Regions from separate parts of the Sus scrofa genome. Here all the other regions are linked to region 1. Evidence: chromatin contacts called from public Hi-C and HiChIP or PLAC-seq data. All regions are on one chromosome and are shown on one strand. Each heading gives the region's core, a stretch centred on a gene start, on an enhancer-like site or on the middle of the called end of the contact. The rest is flanking DNA. Distances are from core to core; before and after follow the strand shown.

Region 1 (2,659 bases), core at 84-2,583:
TTTCCTGCCATGGCCCTGCTCTCAAGGGTACTGCTTACCCCAGTGAGAAGTAAGGGGACCACATTTATTTAGCCTACTGAGTGTCAGATATCACACACATGTAATCTCATTTAATCACTTCAATCATCGTGTGAAGTAGGCGTTTTATTCCCATTTTACAGATGAGGTAACTAAAGCTTAGCAGGGTTAAGCAACTTGCCCAACAGCACCCAGCTAGGAAGGCTTTTTGTCTTTTTTCTTTTATTTTCCTGCGGCCTATGGAGGTTCCCAGGCTAGGGGTTGAATTAGAACTGTAGCCGCCGGCCTATGCCACAGCAACACAGGATCCGAGCCACATCTGTGACCTACACCACAGCTCATGGCAACACCGGATCCTTAACCCACTGAGCAAGGCCAGGGATCAGACTCGCAACCTCATGGTTCCTAGTCAGATTCATTAACCACTGAGCCACGACGGGAACTCCTAGAAAGGCTTTTCGAGTCTTCAGAGAAATGGACTGATCTGGATGCTCTGAGCAGCCTGCTGGTTTACACTGCTGCTCTCCCTGGGAAATTGTGGGTGAGCAGTGACCCAGGCAACGAAGGAATAAAAATCACTACTGAGGACATGTCAGATTTCACTTGCCTCCTCAGGCAGGCACGCAGGAAAGAGCTTTGCCTGGGAAGGTCTATTATGGCGGTTCTCAAAGTGAGGCAGGACTAGCCACCTAGCATCTCCTCAGGAAAATCATGCTCTCTTTGGAAATGCAAGTTTTTGAGATTAAAAAAAAATTTTTTTCAAGTCTGCTTCTCATCTGTAATTTTATAGTGACCATCCTATTTCCCAGTTGGTGGTTGCAGCAATTAAAGTGGCAGGAGGATCAGCTAGGGGCATCTTAAGGGGGAAAAGCTAGAGGATTCTGCCTCCTCTTCTGAGTCAAGCATGGGCTGAAAGGAACCCCAAGAGGGAGGAGAGGTGGCAGCAGCTGAAATACAAAACCATGCTCCCTCGGTCTGTAGGAGAAAAGTGACCCCCAGAGAGAGCCCAGGGTGGGTGAGTGGGTGGGGGGCCAGTTTTCCGCAGGAGGCCGTGTGTGTCCATCTCTGCTCCAGGCCTGCAGGGCTGAGCGAAGAGCTGTGCGGAGCCCCGCATCCGGTCGGAAGTACAAGCAAGTCTGGAGCTCCTGGCTCCGGGGATGCTGCAGCTGTTCTGAGGATCTGCACAATTAGAATTCTCCTAGCGCTCGGTGCCCGCAGGAATCCAGTCACGTGGTGGACGTGGTGCCTGGAGCTGGGGTCAATGAGAGCTCAGTCTGCAAGAAAAAGCATTCCTTCCCTCTGAGACACAGCCTGCTTCACTGTGCACTGCTGGGCTTTTGCTCATAGGATGCCTCACCACCTGCAGGGAAAGGGCGCAGGCCAGGACCCAGGCCAGATTGCTGCCCCCGCCCCACGCCCCGGAGCTCATAGGCGCATGCGTGACGCGGCGGGAGGCGAATCTCTTTCCTTTCCGATTAGTATTTTTCTATCAGAGGCTTCTCGTTGATACCGTCACCTCCTTTAATTCATTTTCCTCTCTATCTCTAGGCGGATTTCTCACCAAGCTAGGAACTGGTTCCTGAATAACTATAGGGCTACGGCTTTAGAGAGACCACACCTCTCCTGTCCTACCCCCCTTGCCAAGAATCTGTAAGTCATTAAGAGGGTGAAAGCTTTCGTTTGAATTTCCTGAGTCAAAACCAAGGCTTTAGTATTTCCGGGTTTGGGGGACTGAAGATTTCCCTTTTCTCCGACTTCCTCCAGGTCTCTTGGTGGGAATGCATTTCCTAGAAATTTGCTCACATCTGTGTTGTAAATCTCCTAGCTACTCTCCCTCCAGGCCCCTCAGTCCTCTTCTGCCGAATGAGATGTTGGATCCAAGATCCTGCCCATTTTGAGCCTCCTGGGCTCCAGCCTGTTCTTGTTACTGATGAACCTCCCTCCACACCCAGGACCAACAGCTATTTCCACAGGGCATTTGATGCCTCCCTGTTGTTTTCCAGTTTGTTCTGTGCTGCTGCTTTTTTGTCCTTCCTAAGAAAACCCCCTCATTCCTGTCAAAGACCTGTCAGAAATCACTGCTCTCCTGTGTAATAGGCACTAATGTCCTATCAGAAATCCATGAGCTTCTAGCAGCAATCACTGTTTTCCTGTTAGAAATCACTGTTGTGTCAAGAATCACCCTCTCCTTTTAAAAACCACTGTTCTGAGAAGAATCACCACCACTCTTTAGAAAGCCTTGTTCTCTTGTCAGAAATCCACTAATACCCTGTCAGAAGTCAACATTTTCTGTCGGAAATCCCTGTTTTCCTGTTATAAACCATTGCTCGCCTGTCAAAAATCCCTGCTCTCCTGTCAGAAATCCTGCTTTCCTGACAGAGATCCCTGTTTCTTGTCAGAAGTCATTACTTTCCTACTGGAAGTTGCTGCTCCTTGCCTGATTCTTCTCTCCACAGGATGTTCAGAGTTGTCTGTCATGCTTTGACATTGATAGCTTTCCTGTAGCTTCTGTCCTGCCGGCTGTTCACACCTGTTTCGCTGCATCTCTTTAAGCTCAGTGCCGGGTCTGGAAGCAGCCTGAGCCAATGGGCACTGCACTGGGGCATCCACAGTCTCGTGTGCCCCTCCTGACTGATTACAG
Region 2 (2,659 bases), core at 59-2,558, 130 kb after region 1:
CTTAAGCTGCTAAGCTTTAAGGAATTTGTTATGCAGCTCTAGGTAAGTGATACGTACGGATGGATAGAAAGGAGGAATAAAGATTAAAGGCCCCTCATTCTGAGCCTGAACTTGTCTTCACCCCCAGTGGTGGAACAAGGGCTAGCTGCATTCATGTCCATTCTGGACACAGCTGACCACATAGGGCTAGGAGATGACAAGAAGGAAGGGCTTTGTGCCCTCGTCTCCTTTTCCTTCTCCCCCTCCTCTTTGTTTTTAGGGGAGGACTAGGAAGACATTGAGAACTTGTACAAATTTTGTTTTTGACTTTTCAGCGGCCCCTGGAAAAACCTGCACTGGCCTTTATCCATTTGTTATTAGGCTGTGGGTCCTGAGAGCAGGGCTTGGATCTCTGTTTTTATCTCCATTTCCTGAACAATGGATGAACAGTGGGTGAAATCCCTTCCTCCTTCTCCTAAATTCTGAAGATATTCCATTCTTAGAATAGTTCCTTAAATGGAACCCTTTCATTCGCAGTTCCTCAATGAAGTCTTGATAGCCATCAGCCATTTTCACTATTAACTCTCCCCACCATTTTACTATTTTCAAAAATCCCTCTATTTAAGCTCCTTACTTTTAAGAGCTTCCTTTTGCTTTTCCATCCCATTTCTTCTTTGTAGTGTTGCTTTACCTGTTGCTCAAACTTCCATGATGCAGGAGACCATAGATTTGCTGCCAGTACCAGCATACTACTATCAAGTTGTCAAAAATCGCAGTGGAAGGAGCCCTGGACTGGAGCTAGGTGAGCTAATTCTGGGCTGCTGCCGCTGATTAGCCTATATTCTTGGGCAAATTGCTTCCCTACCCTGGACCTCTGTTTCCTTATCTTAAACTGAGAGAGTGGGTCAAGTTAGGATTCCAAGGTGCATTCCAAAAGTGAAACTCTGTGGTCAGCAAACCTCTAAACAACTGTTACACTACAAGTCTCCCCGGACTTCCCTTTATTGGCCCAAGGGTACTGTCTCAGTGAAAGGCTATCAGGTTTGCTGGAAAGAGACTTTCGATTTGAAAGACATGATCTCTGTATTTCCAGTTTTGTCACTAATTCTGGGCAAACTTAAGCAGATTCTTCTCTCTGCACCTCAGAGCAGGGAGGTAGGTCCCTGTTACGCGGAAGAGGCTCGAAGATCTGGGAGTGACTTAGAGAGGTTTTCCGGATTCTCTTTCGACAACTTGAGTGGCTCAGGCAGGGAGCGTGGTCCCGGCCCTCCCATAGTCCCGCTCCCAGGTGTAATCGAAACTTAAACTAGCCGTGCCTGCCAAGTTGCGGCTCGGCTGCGGTAGCTACAGGTGAGCTATTAAAGGCGCCGCCAGAGATTGGGGCTGATGACTAGGCGGAGGTTGCAGGCAAGGGGGAATGAATGAGTGAGTGAAAAAGAACGAATTTTCTCTTCCCATTCTTAAATGCCTTTATACTTGGAATTAATCACATAGACTTAAAAATGCTCCAATAAAACCCTCAAATTCCTATCAAATTAACGAATATCCCTATTTTACCTGCCCTTCTTTCAGTCCCCCCCCCAACTTTTACTGAGGGACTAATAGTAACTTTAAAAAAATTATTACAAAGTGTATGAGTGCAGAGACGGCGCGCCCCCCCGCCCAAACTCCTTCCTTTTCCTCCCTCCTGCGGTGGGTGGGTGGCGGATTCGACCCCTCCCCGAGCACGCTTTTCCAGGTTGGGGATCCACCTCCGGGGGCTCCAAGTACTATCTCCTGCCCAGGAATTGAAAACAGCACGTGCTTAGTGAGATTAAAGGATGTCTCGGAATGTGTGTCTTGGATCTGGTGTAGGTGAGGTTAGGTCTTTCCACACCCTGACCCTTCCGGGCCTGGCGCGCCACTTGCTTAGAAACGCTGGACACACCGGCGGGTTTGGGCGAAGAGAAGGAGGGGTAGAGGCGGGCTCTTCCAGGCCCCCCAGACCACCTGTAGAGTCTGTTTGTCAACTCCTTTGTCCTCAGAGCCACTTCGATGGCCTCCCCCTTTAAACGAAGAGGTTTGCTTAGACGCTCCCCGGGCCCCTTTCGCGTTCCCCACCCCGCTCCAGGCCCTCCTCCCCCTTCCAACCCAAAGGTAGCACAGCGGAGAGCCCCGGGCTCCGCGCGAGCCGCCTCCTCACTTCCCATTGGCTGAGAGCGCCGGGAGAGCGGTCACGTGGGGGCGCGGCAGTTCAGCTTCAGGGCCGCCATCTTGGCGGAAAGTTTGGGGGGAGAGCGGTTGGGGGCGCGGAAGGAGGCGAGGTTCCGGGGGTGGGGCGGCCAGGAGCCGAGCGGGCGAGCGGGCTAGCGGGCCGCGGCGAGTGAGTAGGCACCAGCGGCGGCGGCGGCGGAGGAGGAAGAGGCCGTGGGGGTGCGGCAACCGAGGGGAGCTCCTCCCCCGTTCCCTCACCCCTCTCTGCTTAGCTCCGCGAGCCCCGGGCGGGGCGGGGGGACGTGGAGCGGGGCAGGGCGGGGGAGCCGCCCCGAGACCGGCCGGAGCGCACCGCTGCTCGGAGCGCACGGCACTGGCAGGAACTTTGTGGCGGCGCCGCAGGTGTGGGGGCCCGCGGAGGTGTGCATGTGGGTCGCGAGGGCGTCGCGGAGAGCGGCCGCTTCCCTGTCTGGACCCTGCTGGAGTA
Region 3 (2,659 bases), core at 56-2,555, 79 kb after region 1:
GTCTTTTTCTTCTTTTCTTTTTCTTTTTTCTGTCTTTTGTCTCTTTAGGCCCAAACCTGCAGCATATGGAGTTTCCAAGGCTAGGGTCAAATCAGAGCTATAGCTGCTGGCCTACACCACAGCCATAGCAACCCAGGATCCTTAACCCACTGAGTGAGGCCAAGGATCAAACCAGTGTCTTCATGGATGCTGGTCAGATTTGTTTCCACTGAGCCACGTTGGGAACTCCTCCAGTCTCTTTTTCATACCTGCCAAAGCACATCCCAGCTTCCACCTTGGAAAGCCTCACCTGGAGCTCCTACTTCCCTCCCACTCCTCCTTTGGCTCACATGGCCCCTAGGGTCTCTGAATTAGGGCCTGGAGCCTCAGAAGTGCTTCTAATTTCCAGAACTTCTACCTTTTCCCACAGACCCAGAGCTAGAAGGGGCCCTTGGAACTATCCAGTTCAATCCCCTGATTTTACTGGAAAACAGAGGGTGGCAGAGGAGAAGTGGTAGGTGCATGTTTATTAGAGAGATGGTGGAAAGATGGGGTCAAGCTTGATGGAGTGGAAGTGGCGGGCGCATGCCCAGTGCGGGCAGGATGCTGCCACTACCTCAGCCAGGAGCAGCAGCATGTCACCGGCTCAAGACACGTACCTACTGACTGTTTGAGGTACAAACAGGCCCCAGATGCTTCAGCTCCTGTAGGACAATGTTCAAATCAAACCCTGCACTAATCCTCCCACACACACTTACTGATGCTTCTCTTGAGGATGGAGAGAAATCTCAGGCCACTGGAGTGGAAAAAAAGAGGAGAAAACCAGGATACTGGCCTGGCTGGGGAGAGACCAAAGATTTTTCTGTTGCAATGATTTCCTTTGGATGTAAAGGAGCCCAGGTGGAAGCTGTCCACGGGGAATGTTAGAGGAACAGTCATCATGTTGACGGGGTTAGGAAGAAAAAAACCAGAGATCTCTAAGAGGGTGAGAATGATTGTTTTTTTTTTTTTTTTCTCCAAGGCAAGATAAATGCAGGCCCTTCCAGAATGGCTACTGCCATACTCCCTTAGCACACGTTTCCATTTCTTGGAGTAACAAAGGCAAGGGACACCACCCCTCCGAGGTGAGTCCCAGCAGAGAGCCTCTGTGTGCTCTGGAGGCTGGCGCAACAGAGGCCAAGTTAATTAATTTGCGCCATCCTCAGGTGCTCAGCAAAATTTTAAGGTGACATGAACATTAAAACCCTCATTTCTGGGTAGTTTATCTAGTGACGCCTCTTGGCATTCACAGGCAGCCAATTTCTTCCTGAGGAATTTCCACTAATCTCTTCTCCAGGAATAGATCTTGGCTCCCAAGGCCGTGTCAGTGAGTTCAAGGCATAGCCTGACTCCAGCCCTGCTGTTGCCAAAGCAAAATGCCCCGGCTGAAGGCAAGGGGACGGAGATTTGCAGAGCCTTTTTCAGAGGCCCCCAAAGCCAGGATGGTTGCCGTGGTCTGTGGGCTTTGGAGACCTTCCTGCTCCTGGGACCTGGGACTAGAAGCCAGAGAGGGAATGCGGTGATTGTAGGGGCAAGCAAAAGCTCACGTTCATGCAATCAGCCTCAGCCACGCTCTGACTCTTTGTTCCTCATCTACCATTCCCGTAGCAGCTCTCCCACCTCAACTGCACTTCATCTTTAAGCTATTTGCGGTGACATACTGTTGGTTTCCAAACTCTGATTCTCCCTGGGAATGATCTTCAGCCCAATAGAAAATATAGTTTGTAAAATACCCCCTTCAGATTTGCTTCACAAGAATATGGAAGGGGGACGTGGTGGGCTTATAGATGCAACAGGATTGCCTCAGAGGGGATCATTGTTAAAGCTGGGGGATGCCATGAGGCGCTGCCTTGATTCGCAGTAGCCAACAGGTGGAAACAAGTCTACTGTAGCTGGCAGAGGAATGAACAAACAAAATGTGGTATATGCCAACAATGGACTATTATTCAATTGTAAAAAGGAAGGCAATCCTGACACATGGTACAACATGAATAAACTTTGAGGACATTTATGCTAAGTGAAGTAAGCCAGTCACAGAAAAACCTGTCCTGTATAATTCCACTTACAAGAGGCATCTTTAGTGGTCAGATTCACAGAGACAGAAAGGAAAGTGGTGGTTGCCAGGGGCTGGGGGCAGGAGCGGGGGTGGAGATTGCTGTTTGCTGGGCATGGAGTTTCAGTTTTGCAAAATGAAAAGAGTTCTTGAGATTGGTTGTGGAGCTGTGTGAATGGACTTAACACCACTCACTGTATACTTAAGAGGCTTATGATGGTACATTTTGTGTTATACGTATTTTACCACCAATGAAAGTTTTAGGAGTTTCTCGCTGTGGCACAGTGGGTTAAGGATCCAGCTGCAGTGGCTCAGGTTGCCGTGGAGGCATGGGTTCAGTCCCCAGCCTGGCACAGTGGATTAAAGGATCCAATGTAAGTCATGGCTGTGGCTTGGACTCAATCCCTGGCCCAGGAACTTCCATATGCCATGGGTGTGGCCATAAAACAATTAATTTTTAAAAAATGAAGTTTCTAAAGAAAAAATTTTTAAGGTGAGTGATGGTCACAGGAGTATTCATTATATTATACTTTCTGTCTACTTTTTGTTTTGTTTTGTTTGCTTTTTAGGGCCACACTTGCGACATAT

The links. A called contact is a pair of places that touch in the nucleus more often than the background predicts. HiChIP or PLAC-seq counts read pairs in DNA pulled down with a chosen protein or histone mark.
Region 2: a contact with region 1 is called in an H3K27ac HiChIP or PLAC-seq map of skeletal muscle. The contact joins the promoter of DLG1 here to the enhancer-like site in region 1. A contact is called at or near these places in 1 of 5 promoter capture datasets (fetal skeletal muscle), 5 of 47 Hi-C or Micro-C datasets (embryonic fibroblasts, heart right ventricle, liver and 1 more) and 1 of 2 datasets of contacts at active chromatin or transcription factors (skeletal muscle).
Region 3: a Hi-C map of skeletal muscle shows a contact between it and region 1, with 4 times the contacts expected there. The contact joins two enhancer-like sites. A contact is called at or near these places in 2 of 47 Hi-C or Micro-C datasets (heart right ventricle and skeletal muscle) and 1 of 2 datasets of contacts at active chromatin or transcription factors (skeletal muscle).

The regions. Positions count from the first base shown.
Region 1 is chr13:132,692,953-132,695,611 of Sscrofa11.1, forward strand. The region is part of intron 3 of LOC106505771 (a long non-coding RNA gene); the gene reads left to right. Among named protein-coding and RNA genes, the nearest start is that of BDH1, 92 kb to the left of the region's middle. Within about 2 kb of position 1,334, at least 50 of the 83 cell types and tissues checked have an H3K27ac peak or open chromatin away from gene starts, as enhancers often do. A contact at or near this core is called in embryonic fibroblasts, fetal skeletal muscle, liver and 1 more, where this site is marked.
Region 2 is chr13:132,818,623-132,821,281 of Sscrofa11.1, forward strand. It overlaps DLG1 (disks large homolog 1), which reads left to right and starts at 1,309. Exons shown (of 27, transcript XM_021070096.1): 1 at 1,309-1,329.
Region 3 is chr13:132,772,211-132,774,869 of Sscrofa11.1, forward strand. No RefSeq gene overlaps it. Among named protein-coding and RNA genes, the nearest start is that of DLG1, 46 kb to the right of the region's middle. Within about 2 kb of position 1,306, at least 8 of the 83 cell types and tissues checked have an H3K27ac peak or open chromatin away from gene starts, as enhancers often do. A contact at or near this core is called in skeletal muscle, where this site is marked.